Regions from separate parts of the Mus musculus genome. Here all the other regions are linked to region 2. A link is a contact called in public Hi-C, HiChIP or PLAC-seq and promoter capture Hi-C data. All regions are on one chromosome and are shown on one strand. The core of a region is the stretch at or near the end of the contact, and the rest is flanking DNA. Distances in the headings are between cores, read along the strand shown.

Evidence for each region. Promoter capture Hi-C pulls out the DNA fragments that hold promoters and counts their contacts. A called contact is a pair of places that touch in the nucleus more often than the background predicts. HiChIP or PLAC-seq counts read pairs in DNA pulled down with a chosen protein or histone mark.
Region 1: a contact with region 2 is called in an H3K4me3 HiChIP or PLAC-seq map of embryonic forebrain, with 5 times the contacts expected there. The contact joins the enhancer-like site here to the promoter of Nr2f2 in region 2. A contact is called at or near these places in 5 of 39 promoter capture datasets (the 3T3-L1 cell line, liver, maxillary cranial neural crest and 1 more), 6 of 484 Hi-C or Micro-C datasets (the 3T3-L1 cell line, the HL-1 cell line, the MC3T3-E1 cell line and 3 more), 7 of 115 datasets of contacts at active chromatin or transcription factors (craniofacial prominence, embryonic basal ganglia, embryonic forebrain and 4 more) and 1 of 9 other capture datasets (adipose tissue).
Region 3: a contact with region 2 is called in a Hi-C map of the N1E-115 cell line, with 2.4 times the contacts expected there. The contact joins the enhancer-like site here to the promoter of Nr2f2 in region 2. A contact is called at or near these places in 1 of 39 promoter capture datasets (the 3T3-L1 cell line), 1 of 484 Hi-C or Micro-C datasets (the N1E-115 cell line) and 1 of 9 other capture datasets (pancreatic islet).
Region 4: a promoter capture Hi-C map of liver shows a contact between it and region 2, with 2.4 times the contacts expected there. The contact joins the enhancer-like site here to the promoter of Nr2f2 in region 2. A contact is called at or near these places in 2 of 39 promoter capture datasets (both in liver), 1 of 15 datasets of contacts at CTCF or cohesin (the NIH/3T3 cell line), 17 of 484 Hi-C or Micro-C datasets (embryonic stem cells, liver, nephron progenitors and 1 more), 8 of 115 datasets of contacts at active chromatin or transcription factors (the SCID.adh cell line, embryonic stem cells, fetal liver and 4 more) and 3 of 9 other capture datasets (adipose tissue, embryonic stem cells and pancreatic islet).

The regions. Positions count from the first base shown.
Region 1 is chr7:70,116,552-70,119,893 of GRCm38.p6, forward strand. No RefSeq gene overlaps it. Among named protein-coding and RNA genes, the nearest start is that of Gm35271, 85 kb to the right of the region's middle. Within about 2 kb of position 2,085, at least 27 of the 459 cell types and tissues checked have an H3K27ac peak or open chromatin away from gene starts, as enhancers often do. A contact at or near this core is called in embryonic forebrain, where this site is marked.
Region 2 is chr7:70,359,028-70,362,210 of GRCm38.p6, forward strand. Nr2f2 (nuclear receptor subfamily 2, group F, member 2) reads right to left here and starts at 1,566. Exons shown (of 3, transcript NM_009697.3): 1 at 861-1,566. The coding sequence starts at 1,302.
Region 3 is chr7:70,208,344-70,211,546 of GRCm38.p6, forward strand. It overlaps Gm29683 (predicted gene, 29683), which reads right to left. Exons shown (of 4, transcript NR_131145.1): 2 at 931-1,045. Gm35325 (a long non-coding RNA gene) reads left to right here. Exons shown (of 4, transcript XR_391580.3): 3 at 187-396. Among named protein-coding and RNA genes, the nearest start is that of Gm35325, 2.6 kb to the left of the region's middle. Within about 2 kb of position 1,903, at least 1 of the 459 cell types and tissues checked has an H3K27ac peak or open chromatin away from gene starts, as enhancers often do. A contact at or near this core is called in the N1E-115 cell line, where this site is marked.
Region 4 is chr7:70,497,673-70,500,871 of GRCm38.p6, forward strand. No RefSeq gene overlaps it. Among named protein-coding and RNA genes, the nearest start is that of Gm44812, 9.9 kb to the right of the region's middle. Within about 2 kb of position 1,744, at least 2 of the 459 cell types and tissues checked have an H3K27ac peak or open chromatin away from gene starts, as enhancers often do. A contact at or near this core is called in the SCID.adh cell line and liver, where this site is marked.

The sequences.
Region 1 (3,342 bases), core at 835-3,334, 240 kb before region 2:
GAACCTGCTTAACAGATAGATATGAGAAGACAGGGTCATTTCCTTCTGCATATCTTTAAGCCATCCCTAGGTGGTCTTTGACTGCACTGGTTTAAACTGAATGTTTAAAATATCTTTACGGAATTGAAGCTTGTATTTAGGCTACTACTTGCTTAGCACAGAAGAGCCAGAATTCCATATCCAGGACTACCAGAAAACAAAGTAAGTTACATACACAGAAAAATCCAACTTTTTAACTAAAGGGCTAGTAGCTTTGTTTTAGCCTAGAGTCTGCATTGTGGAGTAGCATTCTCTGTATCCAGTTCCAAGAAAACCTTTTACTCTAGTAATAAAGGAAGACCTAACCAGTACCTGGCACTCTCTTCCTGTAGTGGCAAAGTCTTTTGCTTCTACAACGTCCAGTGTGGTTTCTCCTTGAAACATCACCTTTTAAATTCTTCTTTTTGTTCTTGGGAAGTTGAGTTTTGTTTCCTTAGCAGAATGGCATCCTTTGGTCCTTCAGATTGAGCCTGGTACTCCCTGGGGCACAGAAGGACCACCAGCAACTTGGGACTCTTCCAGTCCCCGAATTCACTCAACAGTGTCCTGAGCTGGTCATGATTTTACTGATGTCAGTTTATCTCTTAAGCAGTCACTTTTGTTTGCGCTGTAAATGTCTGTGCTCCACAGGACAAACATGAGTGTCTTCGCCCACTTAAGACACAAGTGTGTAAATAGGCTGTGAAGAATATGATATCCTGTCAGAAAAGTCAAAAGGCCTTAGGGTGGTTTAAATGTTTTTTCTACACTCCTGGTGATATCTCAAAAGGGTCAAACCCAATCATAATTTATACAAAGGGTTAAGTAGAGTAGATTTATAACTCACTCCCAACTCATCCCATACAGCTGCATTCTAGTTCTCGAATGAGTGTTTTATGCTTTACCCTGTGTAGCCAAAATTACCAGTTAAACAGCAGTTTCCTGAGACTTGTGACTTGCAACATGAAGTTACCCTCACCTGGATGGGAGGCGTTTTTCTCTTGTACTTCCTCTTACAGCTGAGACATTCAGCATGAGAACTCATACCAAAAAAAAAAAAAAAAAAAAGTAAAGAAAAGTTGGTTGAACACAACAGAAGGTGGGGTAATTATTAAAAGCAATGTCCTGAAATTGCTAGGATTTGTCTGTTTCTGAACAAAATCCTGCAAAATTCTGCAACTGTGCAAGGTCCTCATACACTGCAGAAAGAAAAGGAGGGAGAACAACAGGGCGGGGGTTGAATCAACAAATTCAGAATACATCAAAAGGGAGGACTCTCGGAAGGTGAGGTAAGTTTCACAAGGCTCAGAGAGCTTAACCAAACTAGTTAGTTCCAGGTCTACATCAAAAGGAAGCGGCATTCCGCATCATCGCTAGCTTTTTCTGTGATGTTTTAGCCTTAATTTCAGAGTCATCAAAAGTCATGTAATAATTAAACCAAAAAAAAAAAAAAAAAAAAAAAACAGAAGGAGTGGGCTATCCCTTTAAAATTAGATCATGGCATGTATTAATATGCAGAATGAGTTGTCAATTGACCAGGCAACAAACGCACTTCCTCATTGACTCATTTTCACTTCTATCTATGAATATTTTAAAACCCTAATGTGCACTCGGCCATTTGGGTTTTAAGCGAAGACTTATCACAGTGTAAAACCCTTCATTTTTATCCCATAGCAGAGGGCTTCTTTTCCCTTTTTCCAGGGTGTCATTAAAAATCTGATGCCAAGAGCCAGGACTTGGCAAGGTCTGCAATATAATTTGCAATCTGCAGTGTTTGCTGGCTAGCCCCCCTGCCCCCCTCTTTTTTCCCCCTTACCAGCCTGCCTGCTAGAGTCAACAGGGGGCATCGCTCATCTGTCTAAAAGAAAAATAGCAGCATACTAATTAGAATTCTATTTGCCAGAAGCCTCGGAGTTGCTGTGCTTATAGATTTCAAGCTTCTTTTGTTTGAATTAAATTGCCAACTTTTTTTTTCTTCCGCCTTTGCGCTACCATGAGAGAGAGCGGGTGCCGTATTTGATTGAAGCGAGGGTAGGGGGAAGGTTGTGCGCGGGAAGGGGTTTCGCTATGGAAATACTGGGGAAATGTCAGGGTTGTGTTTTAAAATGCCTGGTATGCTTTTCAGGGGTTGACTCCTGTCTTTCTCAGAGTTGTTTTGGGGGAACTGGTGTTAAGTTCAAAGGGCATGGGGCTAGCTAGGGAGCTGAAGCCCCCAGGCTGACGTGGAAATTCTGGGGCAGAGCTGACACGCTCACCCCACGCAGAGCCAGATGGTCCTTGCTGGGATGAAATCCCGGGGCCAGGATCATAGAGCTGATTCAGAACAGAACACAGCGTCTCCTTGCTCGGCTAGATACGTTTCTCCTGGGTGGGAGGATAATGCCAGCCAGATCAACGTAGAATCAGCGCGATTAGACGAAGAGGACGGTCCGTGTTCAATGATCCCTGTTTTGAGGATGCCTTAGAAAAGTTTTCATGGTTCTTTATTAAAATGCCAAATTTTCCCATCAAGCCTTCGAAAAGCCATACCCATGCTGTGTTTCCAAAATTACCCAACAGCAGAAAATTAGGGTTCTAGAAAAATGGCAACAGGCTTTGTTGGAGGAAGACACAATGAATCAGCATAATCCCATTGTCAGGAGTTGCCATTTAAGTCTCAGTGTGTCCCTGAATCCCATAAAGGGTTCAGGACTAACCAAAAGGAAAGCTGGACCTGTGAAGCCGACCTCCTCCACAGTTAGCAGTTTGCCTCTGAACTAAGCTAATATAAAGGCTCATTATTAAGTTAATTGTCCTTTGAAACCCAAGAAACAAGAAACACAGGCACTACTGGATGCTTAAACACTTGGCAATGAAATTTACAGTCTAAATGCCATTGTCTATAAAATAATGTAGTGTTTTCTATAAAAAAATAATGTAGTATTTTCTACGTATGAATCATAAAGACCAAGTTGTACTCGATTTAGTTGAATTGGATTGACTGATACAGCGTAAGCGTCTAACTCTAGTTTTAATAAATTTTTACGGTAAGGAAAATACAGCGTTACTATTTTTAAAAAAACTGCTGTTTCTTGTGTATTTGAATAGAGGCATTCCTTCTCGAATTGTAGCTCTCAGGAAACTCACTCACACCCTCGAACAAAATGTACCTTTCTGCATGTGTGTGGTAAGGGAAAGCATTCCAAAGTGCTGAAAACCCAAGGTGAACCAGAACCTGGGCTTAGTAACTTCTGACTTCTCAGCAACTTGCTGTCTATTTCTGTTGGTAGGGTGTTACTGATCACCTGACACAGGAGAAGTGAGGAAGACCTCACTTTGGCAAGC
Region 2 (3,183 bases), core at 316-2,815:
CAGGACCGGGAGAGTCGCTCTCGCAGAAACACAAAGAAACCCCGGCATTGGCTCGCTCCAACCCGGAGCCCGCGCCCAGGCGCGGAGCGCGCCATTGGTAGAGCACTGTTCCCGGCTCTGGGATAATTTTATATCACAAAGACCCAACTGGCGCAGAGGGAAAGCAGCGGCCAAAGGCCCCTTGCCCACACTTTCCTACTCCCTACAGTGCTCTCAGGGTTTCAAAAGTGAAAGGAAAAAAAAAGAAAACAAGAGGTATTTTTTTAAAGCAGAATGTTAATCCACGGAGGGGTCACATGAGCTCTGCCCAGGCGGCAGCGTTAATACGGCGAAGTGCATAAAATTGCCATTTGTAATTTGAACCTCCTGTACAAAAGTACAATCTCAGGTTGTTTTTTTTTTTTTCTGAAAAGGTGGGGGTTGGGGAGAGGGGTAAGGAGGAGGGACATATGTTGAACATGCAGGAAAAACAAGGAAAGAGAGAAAGGGAAGAGAGAGGGGGGGGACTTTAAAACAACAACAAACAACCCATTCCTTGCAGAAAGGTGAACTCTAATGAACTCTCAATCAATGCAAAGGAAAGGAAAAGCTGTCCGGAGAGGGAGAAAGAGAGAGAGGGGGAGAGGAAGAAAGAGTGGAGAAGGAAAGTCTACTAAAGCATGCGGACTGTAATGGGGGTGGGGGCTGATCTGGGTTGCAGTGCAGACCCCCACCCCCCTCCCCGGTTCCTAGTACCAAATCCCCTCCGACTGCAACCGGGAGAGCTCGGGGCTTCTGAGTCCTTACCCAGAGCAGGCTAGCCAAACGCACCCAGAGCCCCGGGACCGCGGGCGAAGGGGGAAGAAATGAGAGGCCGATACCTTCCCGTCTCATGCCCACTTTGAGGCACTTTTTGAGGCGGCAGTACTGGCACTGGTTGCGGTGGTGCTGGTCGATGGGACAGTTCCGGTTGGCGCGGCACGTGTAGCTCAGGTTCCTCCGCACGCTGCGCTTGAAGAAGCTCTTGCAGCCCTCGCACGTGAACTGGCCGTAGTGCTTGCCGCTCGACTTGTCCCCGCACACCACGCACTCGATGTGCTGCTGCTGCTGCTGCTTGTCGCTGCCCGGGCCGCCAGGGCCGCCCTGGCCGCCAGCCGCTGTCTGGGCCGGCGTGCTGGCCGGGCCCCCTTGGCCCGGCGTCTGTGGCGTGTGCGGGGCGCCAGGCGGCGGGCCCGGCACGGGCGGCGCCTGCGAGGCCTGGCTGCCCTGAGAGCCGGGCACCTCGTCCTGGGGGTCGCGCCACGTGCTGACTACCATTGCCATATCTATGGGGGCCGCGTCCGGACTTCTGCTCCCCTGGCTGCGGGCGGCGGCGGGGTGGCGGCGGCTCCCGGGTCTCGGGCTCCGGCGCGCCGCCTTTTGTGTGTGCGAGGGTGCGAGAGGGCGCGGGAGGGCGCCCCGGGTGGCTCAGGGCTAGTTGATTTGAGGTTGGTTAGTTTTTCCTTTTTTGTTTTTTTGTTTTTGCTTTTGCAAAGTTTTGTCGATTGCTTGTCTGGCCCGGTGTGTTTGTTTTGTTTGTTTCCCTCGGCTCAGCTTTGTTGGTTTCGGGGGGCTTTCCGTCCAGAGGGGAGGGCAAGGGGACAGGGGAAAGAGAGTGGGAGCAGAACGTGGAGAGAGGGAGGGGAGGGAGAGCTGCAAGTCGATTGTCTGGCTTCAAGACAGAAGTAGGAGGCAAAAAAAAAAAAAAAAAAATCTCTCTAAAGATCTCGCTCGCTCTCACTCTCCCTCCCTCTCTCCCTCTCTGGTTCACTCTCTCGCTCTCAGATCTAGTGTGCAGCGGAGGAGTTGGAGGAGGAGAAGGAGGAGGAGGAAGAGGAGGAGGAGGAAGAGGAGAAGGAGAAGGAGAGGCGACTGTCCGGGGGCCAAGTCCAGGGCAGCCCACAGTCAGCCATTCAGGAAAGCCATCGAAATCAGGAGGACTGGGAGAGCGGAGGCGCCGGGCGCGGGCGCGCCCTGGGAGCCAGGCAGGCCGGGGCGGAGGCCGGCGGCCCGCGGAGTGGCCGGAGCTCTGCCCGGGTCCGGGGGAATCAGCATGAAAGTGGTCCGCGTCCGGCGCTGCGCGGCGTCGTCCTGGCGCTGGGCCGCCGCCGCCTCCTGCCCCGGGCGCCTGGCGCGCGCCGCGCTCGCTCCGGACGCCGCCGCCGCCGCCGCCGCTCTCGGAGGCCGCTCGTTGCTCTCCGCGGGCCGCCCGGGCCGCCGCCGCCGCCGCCGAAGCCTCCGGGTCGGGCCCGGAGCCGCTGCGTCTAGCGCCGCCGCCGCCGGTGGAGTCGCTGCTGCTGCCGCTGCTGCCGCCGCCGGTGGAGCCGCTGCTGCTGCTGCTGCTGCTGCTGCTGCCGCCGCCGCCTCACACACATAGGGAAAGAGTCAACTCGCCGGCGGCGGGGGAGAGATGATAAGAGAGAAAGGAGGGCAGATCAGCACCTAGAAGCGCATCCTTCGTGCGCAGAGGGGGGAGAAACGGAGAGAAAGAATGAAAGAGGGAAGAGCAGCGCGGCACCCGGAGAAAGGAGGCAACTCCGGCAGAGGAGGAGGAGGAGAAGAAAACACACACGCGCGCACGCACGCACACACCGCGGAGAGAAAAGAGCAGAATCAAAGTGATCAAATATGCTAAAAAGGGGGGCGCGGGAGGGAATGCGATTTATAGGCGCCGGGGCTGGCAGAAGTGGCTTCTCCGCGATCAGCTCACTGAGCTCTCTATATAGTGAACTTTGACACGACTGCTGCAACTTAGCGCACGTTGCCATGGCGACGGCGCGCCTTATAAGGCAGCCGCCGGGGTTGGCCTGGCCCGGCGCGCGCGCGCCGCCCCCTCGTCGTCATTGGCCGGAGCGCAGCGGCCCCGCCATGGCGGCAGCGGGAGCAGCCCGGTCCTAGCGCGAGCGGCGTCGAGACAGCCGCACGGGGCGCGCGGGGACGGAGGGGGGCGGGGACGGGTGGCCGCGCGGTCCTGGCCACAGAGAGGGGGATGGGCCCGGGTGGACCCCGGAGCGCGGACCCCGGCCGCCCCGCATCGGGCACAGTGGTTTCCGCCCTGGCGGCAAGACTAGCGCGCGGCGCACACACTACGACTCTTAAAGGCTCCGCAAGGGGTTGAGGATGGAGCCAAAGACTTAGTCTCTCGCAACTTGGCGATGCCTCTAA
Region 3 (3,203 bases), core at 653-3,152, 150 kb before region 2:
TGGTGGACTAGCTGACATAGCAGGCACCATGCTGTCCCACGGCACTCTCAAGCTCGGCTTCCTGGTGTGGGAAATGGAACTGGCAACGCCGATTGTCACCAGAGAAGAACTAAATAGAGCCTGTGTGAAGAGGCTCTAGCATGCAATATGCACTCAGGAAACTTGAAACTCTTCATTTCCTTTCAGTAAGCTGCACCCATTAAGATGTTTTGGGCCACAAGCGGACTCCTGACTGGAAGAGTTTAAGTAATGGGAGTTCTGGCTTCTGTGAATAGCGGCAGGTCACAGGAAATGGAAGCAAGGCCCATCAGACCCAAGTGGACCAGAAAGACACTCTCTTCACCCGAGGAGCCCGAGAAAGTCACCTCAGCTCCACTCAGCTCTAAATGTGAATGGGTAAAGAAACAGAGAGCAAATTCTCCCCCTCCCTCCCTCCCTCCCCCCCCCTTTCTGCTGTACCTCTTCTGCCTCTCTCCGGATTCTTCCTCTCTCTTTCTCACTCGCTTCCTCTTCCCTCTCCCCGTCTGACCTCTTCCCTCCTTTTTCCTCCTTTCTCTAACTCTCCTTCCCTTCCTCCATTAATTTCAGAAAATTTCCTTCAGCTTCTTCAAAGTCTGCCTCCTCCCCTCCTTCTCCGTGCTCTGAGGATTCATCTTCCTGAATCAAGGCCGATTCCCTTGGCCCTCTGCTTTCCCATGGCTACCTCCATGCTAAGTAGCATCCATCAGTCTTGCTACTGGAGTGTCTCCAACAGCTCTGCCTGGTTTCTCCTGGCTCTGGACCCTAATCCTGCTCACCCTCTCAGTCCCAGCGTGATAAAGACTCCCCACCAGTTGTAGCCCCACAGTGAGTCTTCAGCCTTTGTAGGCCTCCCATAACCCCACTCAGACCTTTGTAAATAGTCGCTTTATTAAATTCTCCCTTAATTACCGTGTTAGAGGGGGCCATCTGTTTCCTGCTGGGACACTGACTGATACAAGAAAATTCTTCCCCAAGAGTTATCCAACACACCATCTCTCCTGCTGCCATCTCCTACTCTCTGCCTCTGTCAAAGAAGAAAAGACAGAAAATCTTTTTTATCAGTACTTGGAATTGAACTTAGGGCCCCAAGCATCGTGGGCAATTGCTCTATCTCTGAGCTATATTCCTCCCCCCACAACCCCCCCTTGCCATTTTTTCATTGTGTTTTTTGCTTTGTTTGAGACAAGGATTTCATTAACTTGCTCAGACTGCCCTTAAAAGTGTGGTCATCCTGGCTCATGACCTAAAGCATCTAGAATTACATGCCTGAACCACCAGGCCCAACAAAATCGCAAACCTTTCCGTTCGGTCTCCAGAAGCAGCCTGGGGAGCAGGGGGCAAGTAGGGATAGGGGGGGAAATCCTAGGAAAGTAAGGATCTGATATTTCAGAGGCTGACACGGTGACTGCTTGCCAACCAACAATATCTCCCACGGGGGTACTACAAAGAGAAAACTGCCTACTGTAGTGTCATCTAGACCTGCAGTTCCAGCTGCTCAAAAGGCTGAGGCAAGAGCATTTCTTGATCCTAGGAGTTCAAGGCCACCCTGGGCAATGATACAAAAACTGACTCATGATACCAACAACATAATAATAACTTTAATATAATGTGAATGCATATATATATATATGTTATATATTATAATAAATAATGCCTGTAAGTATTATTCTAGAGAAAAATCAGACAGATGCATATCCCTCCTATATTATGGAAGCAAGCTTATGAATGAGTTACCTACAATTCTCATAGTCGCTGTGGCTCCTCAGGAAAGATGGACTGGGACTGGAAAGATGGATTAGGGACAATTGTCTGCAGAGGCCAGGGCATTCTATCGCCTGCATCTGGAGTTACAGGTGGTTGGGAGACTCCCAACACGTGTGTGAAAATTGAACTTCAGTCCTCCGAAAGATCAGCAAGAGCTCTCAACCTCTGAGCCATCTCTCTAGCCCCGATTTCAGTTTCTAACACTATTAACACTAGCAGACAGAACCACATAAACAGAGGCTAAGAGTGTTGAATTTTTTTTTTACTGTAAAACTTGAACATTTCTGATCTACTAACAAGAGATTTGTTAAAAAGATGGACTAGCTGGAAAAGGATACCAGCTGCCTGTTGCAGACTCATGGGCATGTCGTCAGAGGACCGGACACTATAAGAAAACCCTTAGCTGGAAAATGGCCAAGCTTTTCCTTCAAACTGAAACTATAATGGGACAACACATGTACAGTTGAATACCAGCCCTGGAAAGGTAAATTTCACACCTAGGTCTTCGCACTCAATTAACCTAATCTAGAAGTCTCTAGGAGACATGGCTGGGGGATTAACTAGGTGATTCTAGTTACTTTTGGTTGGCTATCAATATTAGTCTTCCTTCTCAGCAGGTGCATAGGAAGCTAGAGCTTTTGACCAGCTCAGGAAAGCATCGGCACTATGTCGAACAAAGCCTTAGGAAAGAAACTCGCCCCGCTTTTGTTAGTATTTTGGAAATACGAGTCCAGAGATTTTGATACAGTGATAAGTACCCAGTAAGGAGACGGGATGAGTCTATATTCCTTCTTTACCACCAACCACCACAGTACAGGAGCAGAAAAACAGGTCACCCACACTCTCATGGACCTCACTGACACCCACCACGGCAGACGACAGGATCTGCTGTCTTGTTCACAGTTGAGAATTACTGGTCAGTGCTCTCCTTCTCATATGCAATCTTTATGTCTAGTATCCCAAGCTGTCCTTAAGGCCAGTCCCACAGTCTATATCTGCATAACAGCTAACACACAAAAGTGGGCTTGTTGACCAAAGGATTCCAGTCTCCCATCACTGAGACCTACTGATAAATAACAAATATCCCGTTAGTAGATGAGAAATGTTCAAGTTCTCTAGGGTCATGATTCTTTTACAGTCCAAAAAGAAAAAAAAAATCAACACTCTGAGCCTCTCTTTATGTGGTTCTGTCTGCTAGTGTTAATAGTGTTAGAAACTCTGAGATGGCTCAGAGGTTGAGAGCTCTTGCTGATCTTTCAGAGGACTGAAGTTCAATTTTCACACCAGTGTTGGGAGTCTCCCAACCACCTGTAACTCCAGATGCAGGCAACAGAATGCCCTGGCCTCTGCAGACAATTGTATCCATGTACTCATGTGTGCATACACATACACACACATACACACACACACACACACAC
Region 4 (3,199 bases), core at 494-2,993, 140 kb after region 2:
TGCATGCATGTTTTATAAAGGTTCAGATGAAGCAGAGAAAGATGACCAAACAAATTCTGTGGCTCTGGAAATGGCTCTGCAAGTTGGGTGCTTGTCATGCAAGCGTGAAGATCCGAGTTCAGTCCCCTAGGATCCCCAAGAATAAAAAATGGGTGCTATGGTGCGTGGCTGTAATCAAAGCACTGGAAAGAGAGATACTAGATCCCTTGGGCTTGCTGGCCCGTCTGGCTTTAGCTAAATTGGTGTGCTCTAGACTGTGTGAAAGACTTGTCTCTTTCAATTAGCTAGAAAGTGATTGAGGAAGACACATGACTTCAACTTCTGGCCTCTACACACAGTGCGTATACATGTACAAACACATACAGACACATATTTGTGAACCATAAGAGACATTTGTAAATAGAACGAAGATTATTTGTAAATGGGGAATAACAAACTTGTGAAGTAGACTCAAGCTGCTTAAATTGTTTTAAAAAATAATTTCAGGGGGGAAATCATGGTGTACACTCAGGGTTACAGTGTAGTGATTCTGTCTATCTAGCAAATGTTCTCTAATCACTAGAGCACTGCATCGACACCCTGAGTACTTGCAAATTATTTGTGTAAGAACACTCACAATCCTTTCTGTGAGCTATTCTCTGTTACACAATGAATTGCTGTTCACCACAGCGATAAAGCTTGCACGTTCATTGTTGCCCCGTCTAAAGCCCATGTGTTAAAGGTTTGGTCTCCAGGGTGGTGGTGTTTGTTAGGAGGTATTGATGAATGGGAGTTCCTTGGGCCTTTGGGGGCATGCCATCCAAGAGTCTGTAGGACTATGGTCACTTATTCTTTAACCTTCTAGCCATGAGGTTGGCTCTGCCATGTTCTCCTCGCTGTGGCCATCTGGTCTCCCCACTGGACACCTTAAAACAGTGATTCTGCCTGTTCATGGGGAAGGGCTTCCAAAAATGTCATCCAAACATTCAAAAGATGCTACCCTTGTTTAAAAGTCTGTTATCTTGGGCATTGCATTCTAGTGATGGAAAGTTGACTAAAGCTATTATCCCATTGAGCTACAGAAGACCAGAAGCCATTTCTCCTCCTCAGGTGCACCCTTGTACACACTAAGCAACCTCTGTACATCTCCCTCCTTTCCCTACTTCCCAGTCTGTGAGGTCCATGCACTGCTCTCTAATTCCCTGAGATGCTACATGGCAGACATGCTATAGCTTCTGTCTTCTGGTGCCTGCTTTTTCCACTGAGTATAATGCTCTCTAGATTATCCATGCTGCCATAAATGATAGGGTCTCATGTTTTTATGGCTTGAATAGTGTGTGTATGTGTGTGTGTGTGTGTGAGAGAGAGAGAGAGAGAGAGAGAGAGAGAGAGAGTCCTCTATAGAATAACATATATTAATATATAGTAATATTACTTTATCCAACCACCTGCTGATGAACACCTCTGTCAAGACCTTATCAAGTCTCTCTTGAGTACTGAGGCATTTCCACAGCCTGGCATTTTCTCACATACATTTTGTTACTCTCTTTCTCTGGCTTTGACAGTGTCCTTTTCCTTGAACCTCAGCCTCCTCATCTATAGTCTAGAGGTTAGACTAAAATCACAGTCATTGATTCAGTGAAGACAGAGATGCCGGAGACACTCTGCTCCAGGAGTGTAGGTCTTGATATAGCAAGGCAGTTTGGGATTCTGGGTAAGAATGCTGGCTCTTCCTGGGATTAACTGTGTATCCTTTGTATGATAGCCAATTCAGTAAGAATGGATTCTTTCCATGGAAAAGAAGATCAATATGAGTTACTTAATAGGCTTATAGGACATCTCCTAGTAAAATAAATAAAACTAGTTATCTAGAAAGCAGAGCAAAAGAGCCTGTTAGTAGGCTCATTTTTTTTTCTTCCTTTCCTTTCCTGTCCTGTCCTGCTTTTGCTTTGTTTGAGAAAGCATTTCAGTATGTAGTCCTGGTTTACCTGGAACTCTCTTTGTAGACCAGGCTAGCCTCAAACTCAAAGAGATCTGCCCGCCTCTGTGTCCTGAATGCAGGGACTAAAGGGGTGCTTCACTGCTCCTTGCCTGTCCTGTTCAGTATGTCTAATATTTGAGTGCACGAGGACACTATGATGCTTTCCAGGCCATTGTCATAAACATTCAGTGAATGTTGGCTCTGCAGTGCATAATGTTAGAAGTTTGCAAATCTTGAGACTAGAGGCAGAGTGCTGCCTCTGTACCAAGTAGGTGAAAGACTGTGGGCAAAGACTTATGAATTCTATCACAACATCAGATAATGGACTAGTGCGGCATGTGATCTAATAATGTAAACAGTACCTCCTACCTTCACAAAGGAAGCAAGCCACCTGGGGAATCACAAAGGAGTGTCCTTGTAACCCAGTGGAGAAGACTCAGCTGGGGTCATCTGGAAGAAGAGACATGCAGAGATAGCTAAACTTTAGAGATGCGCATGCCCCAAATGAGGAGGATGTAGAGAAGACTCTGTGAGGCCAGAAAAGATAACCCATTGTATTGGGCCTAGGATTCCTGATGAGAAGATTTCACAATGTAGGCTAGGGATGAAGTAGAGAGGGACCAGACTATAAAGCCATTAGACCCTTGTAGAACCTCCAATGGCAGGCTCAGAAGCAACTACCCCAGTTTTATTCCACTTGCCACCAGGAAGCAAGTTTGTGTCTTAAACTTCATGCTCCTCCCTTTGAAACACATCTCCTTTGTGCTGCCTTTGGCTTGCTTGGTTTTATAGTCCACCTTAGCAGATGGTTAGTGGCTGTTATTAGTATAACCAAGCTTAAATAATTTGATTTTCAGGTTGGGTACTTAACAATTTCTCCTGTGGGCTTGATAGTCGAACTATACATTTATTGAAAAAAAATTGGTTTCTTCACATTTTATGTGAAAGCAGTGCTGGCCATTCATCTGCAAGCCACATATTAAAAATATCAGAGTGGAAATTTTACTCACATGGTTCTGAGTAGTGTTTTTAGTACTTGGCTGATACTCTGTTTCCTTATTACATGTATTGACTTATACATAAATAGTTATATGTATATATATAATATATATATATATATATCCTCATATATTATAAGTTATATCTGTGCTCTTATAGACTACTATAGTCACACATTAGAAATTCGAATAAAAAAGATGCGAACTCTGGACTGAGGTGCTTATGTCTGTCACTCCAGCA